Linked DNA regions of Mus musculus: region 2 is linked to region 1. The links are chromatin contacts, called in public promoter capture Hi-C maps. All regions are on one chromosome and are shown on one strand. Each heading gives the region's core, a stretch centred on a gene start, on an enhancer-like site or on the middle of the called end of the contact. The rest is flanking DNA. Distances are from core to core; before and after follow the strand shown. Region 1 holds the start of Ccdc153 (coiled-coil domain containing 153). Region 2 has its middle 13 kb from the start of Cxcr5.

Evidence for each region. Promoter capture Hi-C pulls out the DNA fragments that hold promoters and counts their contacts.
Region 2: a promoter capture Hi-C map of liver shows a contact between it and region 1, with 2.2 times the contacts expected there. The contact joins the enhancer-like site here to the promoter of Ccdc153 in region 1. A contact is called at or near these places in 4 of 39 promoter capture datasets (hematopoietic stem and progenitor cells, liver, neutrophils and 1 more), 1 of 115 datasets of contacts at active chromatin or transcription factors (pancreatic cancer cells) and 1 of 9 other capture datasets (liver).

Annotation. Positions count from the first base shown.
Region 1 is chr9:44,236,956-44,243,049 of GRCm38.p6, reverse strand. Ccdc153 (coiled-coil domain containing 153) reads right to left here and starts at 2,373. Exons shown (of 7, transcript NM_001081369.2): 1 at 2,327-2,373; 2 at 1,974-2,052; 3 at 1,363-1,428; 4 at 1-36. The coding sequence starts at 2,043.
Region 2 is chr9:44,536,765-44,542,876 of GRCm38.p6, reverse strand. No RefSeq gene overlaps it. Among named protein-coding and RNA genes, the nearest start is that of Cxcr5, 13 kb to the right of the region's middle. Within about 2 kb of position 2,631, at least 17 of the 459 cell types and tissues checked have an H3K27ac peak or open chromatin away from gene starts, as enhancers often do. A contact at or near this core is called in liver, where this site is marked.

The DNA.
Region 1 (6,094 bases), core at 1,124-3,623:
AAGCCTTGGCTCGGCGAGCCTCTTCCCTCTGTAGAGCTGTGAGTATCGCAGAGCCATGCTCAGGCCTGACCGTGGATCTCATAGAATCAATCACCATAGCCTTGAACTCTGCTTCTCTTTGGGAACTTGGCAGTGTCAACCTCTTATGCAGTGTCTCTCCCTGGACCCTCTTGAAACCCACAGAGTTTTCATTCCTACAGAGTCAATAGTCTCTCCGTGTTCTGGCTACTAAAAAACAATGGCTTCCCGAGCTGCAGATTAGCTTCACGGTAGACTACTTACCTATCCTGAATGGGGTTGTGATTGCGTTCTCAGAGTCAGGGGGAAGAACAACTTCTTCATCAATCTTCATTGTCTAGCCCTTCCTCACAATCCTTGCCAACAGAGAATTAGCCCTGGACATAGTCCACACTTCCAGTTCCCCAAGAACCCAGAGATGCCACGTATGCCAAGGCTGCACGGATAGTTCTATGTCAACTTGACACAAGCTAGAATTATCAGAGAGGAGGGAGCCACAACTGAGAAAATGCCTCAGGCTGGAGAGATGGCTCAGCGGTTAAGAGCACTGACTGCTCTTCCAGAGGTTCTGAGTTCAAATCCCAGCAACCACATGGTGACTCACAATCTTCTGTAATGGGATACCCTCTTCTGGAGTGTCTGAAGACAGGGACAGTACACTCATGTACATAAAATAAATAAATCTTTTTTTAAAAAAGATTAGAAGCCGGGCATGGTGGCGCACGCCTTTGATCCCAGCACTTGGGAGGCAGAGGCAGGCGGATTTCTGAGTTCGAGGCCAGCCTGGTCTACAAAGTGAGTTCCAGGACAGCCAGGGCTATACAGAGAAACCCTGTCTCAAAAAACAAACAAACAAACAAGAGAGAGGGAGGGAGGGAGGGAGGGAGGGAGGGAGGGAGGGAGGGAAGGAAGGAAGGAAGGAAGGAAGGAAGGAAGGAAGGAAGGAAGGAAGGAAGGAAGAAAGAAAATGCCTCTATAAGATCTGGCTATAGTTAAGCCTATAGGGCATTTTCTTAATCAGTGAATGATGGGGAGGGCCCAGCCCATTGTGGGTGGTGCTACCCCTTTGCTGGTGGTCCTGGGTTCTATAAAAAAGCAGGCTGAGCAAGCCATGGAGAGCAAGCCAATTAGCAGCACCCCTCCATGACTTCCGTATCAGCTCCTGTCTCCAGGCTCCTAGCTCCTCTCCTGACTTCTTTCAATAATAAACAGTGCTTTGGGTGCGCAAGCCAGATAAACCATCTCCTCCCCACGTTGCTTTGGTTGTGGTGTTTCTTCACAGCAGTGATAACCCTGACTAGGACCTGTCATTGCTGCTGTCTCCTGAGGCTCCACACTCCTTACCCAAGCGGTCCTGAAGCAGCTCCTTCTCGAGCAGCACCAGCCTGTGCTTGGCCTCAGCCTCCACACCTGTCGTGGCAAACCACGGAGTCTTAGGCTACGCTGATCTCGCCCCTGCCCTGTCTTCCTCCCGCACTTTTTGCAGGATGGGGGAAGATCACTGATACCCAATGCCAAAATCTGACAAATTCATAGCCAAGCCTTCACTGCCTTGTACTTGGTGTGTGCTCAAAAGAAGGGTGAAACAGATGACAGAGGCAAAGGACTAGAGGGGGCTCCAGGGGGAGAGAGGCAGTCTCCGGTCCCCAGCCTGGCCGAATCTGAACTCAGGGCTCTGAAGAGGAGGGCAAGAGAGCCTCACTTTAGCCAACTGTGGTGTCAATGCCTAACTAATGCCAGGCATTGTGAGCACCAGGCTGTCCCAGCACTAGGAGGACTAGGAGGATACGTTTGAGGCTTGCCTGGGTTTCTTAGTGACCCTGTGTCAAAAGAACAAAAGACAAAACCAAAACAAACGCCCTCTGTCTTGTTGCCCAGGGAGCTGGATTCCCTCTAAGGACCTTGGTGTGGACATGGACATGCAGGGGCACTGGCCTTCACCCATGGTGACTCACCAGGACTTGAATTCTTTTTCTTCTTCCGTGCCTCAGCTTTTCTCCCCCTTCCTTTGGTTTTAGGTGGCATCCCGCTGTCCTGACGAAGGGAAGACCTATGTAGGTCAGCATACAGACAGGCTTTCCTGACTCTTACACTGAGTTGGTTGGGGGTTTCTGGAGCATCAGAGTGCCAGTCTCCCAGTGCATCTTACACTTCTATAGAAGCTTCATTTCTTGGTCTCTGGGACCCTTAGGGAGGGCTGGGATCACTGAGGGAGAACAATCCTATGTGCAGCAGTCAGCTTCTTAGAGAAACTTCTGGACATCCCTTCTCTCTCCCCAACTTGTGTACTCTCCTCCTTCCTACCTACCTGCAAGACTTTCTGTTGCTTGTGTGGTGTCTCCCTGGGAAATGACATGTCATGGGGACAGTAAAGAGAGACCCAAGTAGATTGAGTCTAGGGAGGAGCCTGGGTCCTGGGAGCCAATCCAAGGTGTAAAACTTCCTCAAGAGGTGGGACCAAGAACTGGGATGTTGGGTTTCTGGATACTGCACGTTGTCCAGGCAACTGGAAAACTCAGGCAGGTGGGTGAGCTAAATCAGCTCATACAAAGGAAAGCTTCTCTTTTTACCTCCATATCCTAGCCCTAAAGAAGAGGCTTAGGAGCCGAATAGCTATTATTCATGTCTACACAGGCACTACCTGTGGTCTGGAGACTCTCCAGGCTAGGAATCTACAAACTTGCAGTCTGGGAGAGCAGTGTTTTGCAAGACATAGGGAAAGCAGGGATAGCGGCCATCACAGCTACTTTATATCTGGAGGTTTCGTGTGAACACAGTGACATTATTTACTTTAAAACAGAAGGTTTGGGGGCTGGAGAGATGGCTCAGTGGTTGAGAGCACTTGGCTGCTCTCCCAGAGGTCCCGAGTTCAATTTCCAGCAACAGCATGGTGGTTCACATCCATCTGTAATGGTATCGGATGCCCTCTTCTGGTGTGTCTGAAGACCACCAGATACATAAAATAAATAAATAAATGTTTTGTTTGTTTTTTGTTTTTTGTTTTTGTTTTTGTTTTTTTTTAAACAACAACCTGAAGGTTTGCCTCAAAAAGGCTACTGTGGTGTGTGAGGGAAACATGTTCTGACACAGGTAGTTGAAAGGATGCTGACCCACAAAGAGGAACACAAATTAGACAAGAGTCTGGAGTTCAGCTACTTAATTTTGCTCAGCTTGTATTTCTTGGTGTATAAGTTTTGTAGCTCCTGAAATCCCCAGACGTCAGTGCAGTGTTTACAGGACTCCTTTTTCCCTCTCCAGTCAATCTTGCCTTCTCCCACTATTTCTTTATGAGGTTTAATCTGCAGGCAGGGGTTTAGCAGCCCCCAGGCTCCCTGCAGCATAAAGTTGCTTAGGGCTCCCTCTAGTGGACTTGCTTGACCGCCTGCACCTCCTAAAGTTTGCAGTTGGTAATTTCTTGGGCAATATTGGGGGAGATCCCCTTTACGGGGTGTTTTTTAGTATCTTATGTATAATTAAAATTTGATTGTTGGCAGAAAGCATGACGGGAAGCCCTCCCTCCATCTGGGAGAGATCCGTCTGGACCTGTGCCATCTCTGGGCACCATAATGTCACCATACATAGAATTTAAACAAGCCTTCCTCCCTGTGGATTATGGAACCTACAGATCCTTTTTAGGCATGTCTGTCCATTCTAGTCCCTGAAAATGTTGGTCAGTTGCATATTATTAGAAGCAAATCTGCCGAAACAGACACAAGATGTGGGACTATGAAATCACTTCCAGAGCAAGCGGAAGGTCAATACCTGTTTTATTTAACTCCGTAGCACTTTAGATACTGTAAGAGAGAGTTTTAATTTTTATTTTTGATTATGTTCTTTATGTGTGGGTTTGTGAGCACAGTGCCGGGGGGCGGGGGAGGCTACAAGAGAGCTTTGGAGTCCCTTGGAGTCGGAGTTACGGGTAGTTGTGAGCAGCCCACCAGTGTGGTGCTGGAAACCAAATTCGAGTCCTCTTCATGAGCAGGACTCACTTTTAACTGCCGAGCCATGTCTCCAGCCCCGGCTCTGGACACTTTATAGAGCAAAGAGTCCTACTTGTCGTTGTGATGCTTACAGCCCCTGTAACGTAGGGCTGGTGACCCCGTACACAGGTCTCAGATATGGAGAAATCTCATTTTTCATCACGTTTTCATTTATTCTTCCTTTAGAATCTCCGGTCCTTTCCCAGGAGCTTCTCAGGGACTTCTTTCCCTGAATCTCTGTCACTCACGTTTGTGCTTGGAAGGACACATTGGGGATGACAGAACACAACCTAGACCTCATGTTTTAGGAGATCGTGTATTTTACAAATGAGTTCAGTCAACTGACTCTCAGGTGCAGGATCAGGATGTGGTTTGAGGTCAAGGTGAAGTGGAGAAAAAAAAAGGTGCCATGTGTCACGTGATGAACTGGTCCCAACGGAACCCAGAAAGGGGTTGGCGTTGTGCTCAGCAATTCAGCCCCTCTTTAGAAAACAAACCAAATAAAAACTGTGAGAAAAAGGCCAACCTTCCCTTCTCTTTTTATTGACTTCAGTTTAGAAGCGACGATAGGAAAGATCGTTTCTGATCTCACTGTCTCTGTTAATTTTTTTTTTTTTTTTTTTTGGGCTGGGGAAGCTGGAGAAATGGGTCAGTAGTTAAGGGTACACGCTGCTCTTGGAGAAGACCCATTCAAGTGCACACACACATTCAGATTGTTAAAATTAAATCTTAAAAACTTGTATTACATTTAGTGTGTGGTCAGAGGACAGCCCATGGGGACTTGGTTCTATCCTTCTCCCATGTGGATCTGTGGGATTGAACCCAGGTCGTTGAGTCTGGCAGCACATACCTTTACCGACTAAGCCATCTTGTTGGCTCCCTGTCCTCCTTTGAATAAGATCTATCCAGGATGGCTTCTGTTTGCTTGTCTTTTGAGAAAGGGACTTACGTGTAGCTCTGACTGACCTGGAACTCCTAGATTGGGGCCTCTACCTCTGTTTTTTCAGGGCTGGAATTAAAGCTGTGCACCACAGCCTGATCTGGACAAGAGTATTGAGGAGATATATAAGAGGGACAATCATTCACTTTTATTCAAATAGGACATTGGTTATTTATATATTAAAAGAAATGTGACCTGATCAAAAACACAGTGGCCTTGGCCTACACCACCGGCTCTCCCCCTTCCTAATGCCGTGACGCTTTCCGACAGTTCCTTGAGAACCCCAACCAAAAATTATTTCTATTGTTGCTTTATAGCTGTAATTTTGCTATTGTTATGAATTATAATGTAAATATCTGTGTTCTCCAATGGTCTTAGGTGGCCCCTGAGGATCCCTTAGGGGACCACAGGTTGAGATCCACTGGCCTCCAGGAACTGTGAGCTAAGCAGGGTGACATAGCTACTTGGGAGGCTCTTCGAGGAGGATGCTTTGAACCAGATATTTAATGTCAGCATGGGAATCACATTGAGACCTGTCACCAAAAGAGAAAAGGGAGGAGGGGGAGAAAAGAAAAAGGAAAACAACCGTTGCTTAGGACGATGAATAATAAATATTTTTCTGGTTGTAGGTGTCTCTGACTTATCATTAACTCACACGGGAGGAAGTCTGGCTCAGTGTGGCCCATGTGTGTTGCTTTTTAACTTTTACAAGATTGGTGTGGGTTCAGCAAAGTGTGAGGCACCAAGCCCTGGCCCTGGCCTGAGGCGTTTCCTGTCAGGGTCCAGTCTTCTAGAAGAAAATAGGAGGGCAGCAAAGGCTGCTGCAATCCAGGGCCAGGGGGCTACCATCAGGAAGTGGAGCCTGCCTATTGCTGATGCCTGGAAGGGTCAAGAAGGGACTTCTAAGCTTGAAAGGTTTGCTGGATGGGAGGAATTGGTCTGGTAAGGTTAGTAGAATCAGGTGGTGTGTGTGTGTGTGTGTGTGTGTGTGTGTGTGTGTGTGTGTGTGTGTGTGGTGTATGTGCGTCTTTCTTGGCAGGAAAAACAGCTTTGCAAAGGCCTAGAGGTATGTGGCTCTCAGATTTCTGGAATTAGAAAACTGTACTCATCTTCTCTGGGCTGGATTTTGAGCTATTAAAAAATATATATAAAACGT
Region 2 (6,112 bases), core at 1,382-3,881, 300 kb before region 1:
CTCTGCTGTGTGGCCATTGCCAGGGTTCCTAAAAATCCCATCATACCTCAGTGTTGTCACTTGTAAAGTGGTGATGACAAGACACAGAGTCGTCAGGAGGACTTGGTGAATCTACATTATCCATCACCTCTGACCCCTGGTGTGCCCTGGAACACAAGCCTTGCTCTCTTCTCAGCCTAGAATCACTTCATCAACTTGAAATCCTGTACATGTGCTGGCCAGGGCTCATGGTCAAGGAGCTCTCTGTTCCCACGTCCAGCTTCTAGACAGTCTGCTCCACTCAGTCTATCTAGAGCCTCGCAGGACAAATGCTGACTCATGTTCCTCTTTAAACCTGCCCTTCCCAAGGTCTCCCCATCTCACCGCTACCTCACTCAAGGGCAGTCCGACCCTCCCAGGTACCTCCCAGGTACCCAAGGTCAGTGTTCTTGCACCCTTCCAAAGTTCTCTGCTCTGCCTTCTCAAGTACCACAGTTGTATGTCTACTACTGTGATAAAGTACCCTGAACCACAGCAAGCATCATGCATCCCTGTAAATGCAAGGGCTTTCCTGACGGCCAGCTTGTCCCCTCCCACACTTCATCTTGTGTTACTTCTTTCTATTCTTTTTTTCTGAGATGAAGTCTTACGGTATAGCCCTGCCTAGCCTGTAACTCACTACATAGACCAGGCTGGACTCCAACTCACAGAGAGCAACCTGCTTCTTCTTTCCCTGTACTGGAATTAAAGGTATGCTCCCCGTGTTACCTGCTCCACAGATACTAATACCCTTCTATTGTAGGAGTAAATCCAGTACCCTGCCCAGTACATTTGCTCACTGTCTGTCCTTCCCCATCAGAACCCAACTTCACAGGACTCTGGAGACAGGGATCAGGCGTGCTCACAGCTTCCTCCTCAGAGCCTAGACCTGAAAACGAGACCAAAAGGCTCTTCATAATCAATACTGATTAGATATAGCCAGCACATGTTAATTCTAATAATTACTTTAGCATCTTGGAAATAGCAAGAGGAAGAAGGGGATGCTATTAGGCACTGGCATTTCACGGGGAAAACCTCCAGTGTTTATGAGACCATCCTAAGTGAAAAGTGTTCCAAAATTACATGTAACTTAGGATTAGTAACTTACAAGTAGTATAAAGAAGAAAAAAGGTGGGGGGCTGGAGATGGGAATCGGCAGCTAAGAGCACTTGCTGCTTGGTCTTCTGGAGGTCCAGTTCAGCTCCCAGTACTGCTTGTCACATGGTATAATCGTGTGTAACTCCAGCTACAGAGGCTGCGATGCCTCTTGCCCATGTACCTGCACTCACATGCACATAACACCAGCAGACATACAGGTCTACACATACATTTTTTGTTACGTTTTTTGAGACAGGGTTTCTCTGTGTAGCCCTGGCTGTCTGGGAACTCACTCTGTAGACCAGGCTAGCCTCAACTCAGAGATCTGCCTGCCTCTGCCTCCCAAGTGCTGGGATTAAAGGCAAGTGCCACCAGCACCAGGCTCAAAATATTTTTAAATTAATTCATTAAAAAGATAAAAACTACTGCTAAGGCAGTTGTTGCTCTTCCAAAGAAGCCAGGTTCAAGTCCCAGCACCTACATGGAGTTCACAAGCTTCAATCCCAGGGGATCCGACCCCTACATCTCACCTCTTAGAGAACTAGGCACGCAGGTAGTGTGCATAGACATAGGCAAACAACCCATATACATACAGTATAAACAGAATTTAAAGATTAAAATAATAAATGAATAAAATTTTAAAACAATGTATTCTCAGGCTGGAAAGGCAGCTCAGTTGGCTGCTCTTACTAAAGACACAGGTTCAATTTCTAGCACTCACACGAGGCTCACAACTACCTGTAACTCCAGACCAGGGGATCCAACACCCTCTTCTAATCTTCACAGACTCCTGTACACATATAGTACACAGACATGCACGTAAAAATAGACACACAGGCACACACACATAAAAAGCAAATTAGGAAGTGATGAGTTGGCTCAGTGGTTAAAAGCACTGGCTGATCTTCCAGAGGAACTAGTATTTGGTTCCCAGTGTCTACCGGAGACTCACAACCATCTGTAATGTAACTCCTGTCCTGGGGGATCCAAGGCTCCCTTCTGACTTGTCTGGATACTTACACAACATGTGGTGTGCACACACACACACATGCAGGCAAACACTCATGCACATAAAGTAATAAAATAAATCTAAATATTTTTTATTTCAATAACTTTAAAGAAAAATCATGTGTACTCATGATGTAGAATTATATTTTTCAGAAATAATTAAAAGAAGCCATTTGAGCTGGGCAGTGGTGGCACACACCTTTAATTCCAGCACTTGGGAGGCAGAGGCAGGTGGATTTCTGAGTTCCAGATCAGCCTGGTCTACAGAGTGAGTTCCAGGACGGCCAGGGATACACAGAGAAACCCTGTCTCGAAAGACCAAAAAAAAAAAAAAAAAAAAAAAAAAAAAAAAAAAAGCCATTTGAAAAAAATTCTTTCCCTCCCTGGGTTCTAGTTGCTTTTACTTAAACACAAATGTGTAGCTCACAGAGAGGCCTGGTGTGTACCCTGCCCTCAGAAGCTATGACTAAAGTGACACATTCCAGTGCCCTTTGCCAGTTCTGAGAGTAAATTGGTAAGAAGAAGAACACCTGTGCCCTTTGCCCTGTGCCCAGCAGTGCTGTAGGCAGCTGCCATCTGAGACCTCCAGCTGCCTCCCAGGGCCAGTGTGACTGGGGAAAAGCCCGGAGTGAGGCTGGGCTCCCCCAGTGTCCTCTTCTCTCAAATACACAGTACCCACCACTCACTCACAGTTCAGTAATCATGGATCAGAGGGGCCCTCATTAGCTGCTGGGGTCATTTCTGAGGCTTTCTCTTTGATATCTTCCCAACTCAGCCTCCTCAGACAAGAACTCAATTATTTGAGTTTCCCCCCTGCAGTTGACCAGAGCCTGTCTCCAGGACAGCAAGTTCATTTTCTAGGCACTGGGCTGGGTCATGGTGTTCGGTCCATTGTCTTGTTCTCTTCCCCATCCCAAGTCTGGGAAGTCTAAATCATTAAGTGTTTTATGGTGAACTAACTAGGCCCTGTGAGTTGCCCTCCTGTGGAGCTAGCTTCCATGCCTCTCTGGCTCTAGTCTCAGTGGTACCTGCTCTGTGGCAGCTGAAGACCCTGGAGGATTGTGGGATTGCATTGCTGCCTGAAGAATTCTGCCTGTCTTGGTTAGTCTCCTAGGTCCCTTGCTTAAGGGAATGTAGGATTTCAGGCAAGTGTTCTTCCCCCCACAACCAGCCCCCCATGATTGTTAGAGACAGAACCGAGGGCCTCAAGCCTATTGTGGATGTACAACCACTGCTGCAGGAATCGAAGGTTAAAGGCTTATTTCCCACGCTTTTGTTCATCCTTCAACAAACTTTGCTGCATATTGAGTCTGCCTATGAACCTGGCACTGTGAGGGTGGTTAAGCAGCAAGGCAGGGAGATGGCTCATTGGGTGAAGGCACTCGCCACGGAGCCTGTCGGCCTGAGGACCCGTACCGGAGAAAGAAAGAACCGACTCCTGCAAAGCTCCCTCTGACCTCCACCTCCACCTCCACCTCCACCTCCACCTCCACCTCCACCTCCACCTCCACCTCCACCTCCACCTCCACCTCCACCTCCACCATGGCATTCACGCTCTCCCCTCCATGAATAAGCGAATGGAAAACTTCTAAACAATGTTTTCAATAGAGGAGGAAGCATTTGGCAACTCCATACCCATCTCCACAGGAAAGTCAGTGCCTACCCTCCCCCACCGGGGGAGGCCTGCCTGGATAAACCCATGGGCACAGCTGCCCAGCACCCACTAGACACTGTGCACACTCGCAAGCCTCCTTTCCAGGTAGGAGTTATACTGTGTACACACAAGGAAGGGCACAGACACTTGCCAAGCGTCATGGGGTTACTGACCAGCAAAGCTTCCATACAAACCTTCAGTTCCAAGTCCCAACCTTGCTGGGAGCCTCAACATGAGCTTTACAGGCAGGGGCCCTGTACACCAGAACCCCCCCCCCTTTTCTGTCCATCAGTCCATCCATCCACTCGGTCAATCAAAGACGATGATTGGAGCACCTATGGTGTGTAAAACTTTGGGGACAAGAGGGGAAGAATGGGTCACAAACAGCTTTGCCACTAGAGCCTCTCACAACCTAGCAAGAGTGTGTAATTCTTCCATAACGTGAAAATAAGGTAGGGCATGAGAAAATGCTGGAAAAGAACCAGGTCAAGGTGGGGCAGGCGCCTCCTTGACTTTAGAGACTGTGGAGGAAGGCAGGCCCACTGAGGTGGCTTTAAGGTTGTTTAGGCTTTGGACATATGGAGATCTGGAGATTCCAGAAGGAAAGCCTATAAGCAAAGGTCAGAGGTGGGAAGGCTTACAGATACGGGTAGAGGGAAAGCTATTACAGTCCTGGTTGTTAGAAGGGATGGCAGGGCATAAATTTGGAAAAGCACGAGAGACATGCCTATTACCTGGAAAACAGAAGTGATGAATCTAGACTACGTACAGAAGACCTAATAGGCCAGGCCGCAGAGCTGACCACGTCTGTCACTGTTAGTCAAGAGATGTTGACAGGATTTCCTGTTGTGACCCTCTGTGAGGGAAGGCCAGATGGCCCCTCCATTTCTGCTCTCTCCAGATCCCATCTCACTCTGTCAGCAGCCCTGTCCCCCAGTGCTGTGTCATCAGTTGCTCACTTGCAGATGCCTGACCCACACGCACAGGCCCCCATTTGCAGCCCGGAACACTTCCTTCCTGGAGCCGAGGGGCCAAGTCATTTGGAAACCTCTCTCTCATGCGGTGTGATCAGAGTGCAGATAGAGCAGGTGGGGCGCCTCCACAGCTCCCGAAACGAATGCGGTGAGGAGTTTCGCTGGCCTATCACCTCCACCTGGGGCCTGGCTCACTTTCACTGCAGGACAACCACATCAGGAAACGTCTGTCAGCCATTTCCTGCCTTTGCTTCCAGGTCACTTTGTCCCTCTTGCCCTACTCTGGGCCACCCACGGCCTAAGTCTCTAACCACCCGGTCATTGACCGCAGCCTCTCTCATGCTTGTGAAGGCTCTGAGAACCGAAAATGGGAGAGCCAGAGTTTGTGCCCTTGACCTAATCCATGGTAGAAGCTTCGGGAGCCAGGCACGGCAGCTCAAGTTTGCGATCTAAAAAGGAAGCTGAGGCTGAAGAGCCGGGAGATCAAGGAAAGCCTGGGTACACAGCCTAAAAGAACTGTGAGTGAGTCAGTCGGTTAGCTGCCCAGCTCAGCCAAGCACAATGACCCACATCAGAACTAGCCCAGACTCCCTGCTGGCTGGATAGACCTGGGGCTACCAAGGCTGCCTTTCGTCCTAAACAAAATACACTAAGAACTCCCAAACGGCTTCTCTATAGGCTGGGACGATGCACTCGTGTGGCGCAATGAATGTGAGGGGCCTCCCATATGAATCAGTCTCAGGGATCACGGTCCAGTTGTTAGGTCATGAGGATTAAATGCTGTTCTTAGCTTGCTGCCTTCTCTCTTCATAGAACGCGCAGGTTTTTACAACTACATTATGAGTTTCTGTCAGCACTAAGTGCATGGTTTATGTTTAATGCCCATCTCCACGGTGCTGCACGGGCTACGCCTCGTGTGGCTGTGTTTCTCATCACTTCCCCAGCACATAGGTCAGTACCTGGAATGGTCAGGCCCACCGAATAAATCACTGTTATCAAAGGACCTGCCACCCGTCTTCATTGGAGACCTTGTCAGTGGTCTGTTGAAACTGGTATGTAGTCGGTGATTCGTTATCTTGCCTTGATGTCAGCATCGCTGTGAGGGTCTGTAGTGTGGTCTCTGCTGTGTTCCCAGCTGTCCCCTCAGGCCCTCTCAGACCTGCCTTCCTCATCTCCCATCCCTTCTTACACTTCCTCTGCTCCAACTGATGCCTATAGCTCTCTGTCCTCTCACTCAGATGTATGCTACCGTCTGCTGCACGCAGGTCTTCCCTCAGAGTCCTGCCTACCCCTCCTGCTATTCCCAACCTTCTTTTCTTTCTTTAAAAAATTTTCATATAAGAGCCTCACTCTGTGGGCT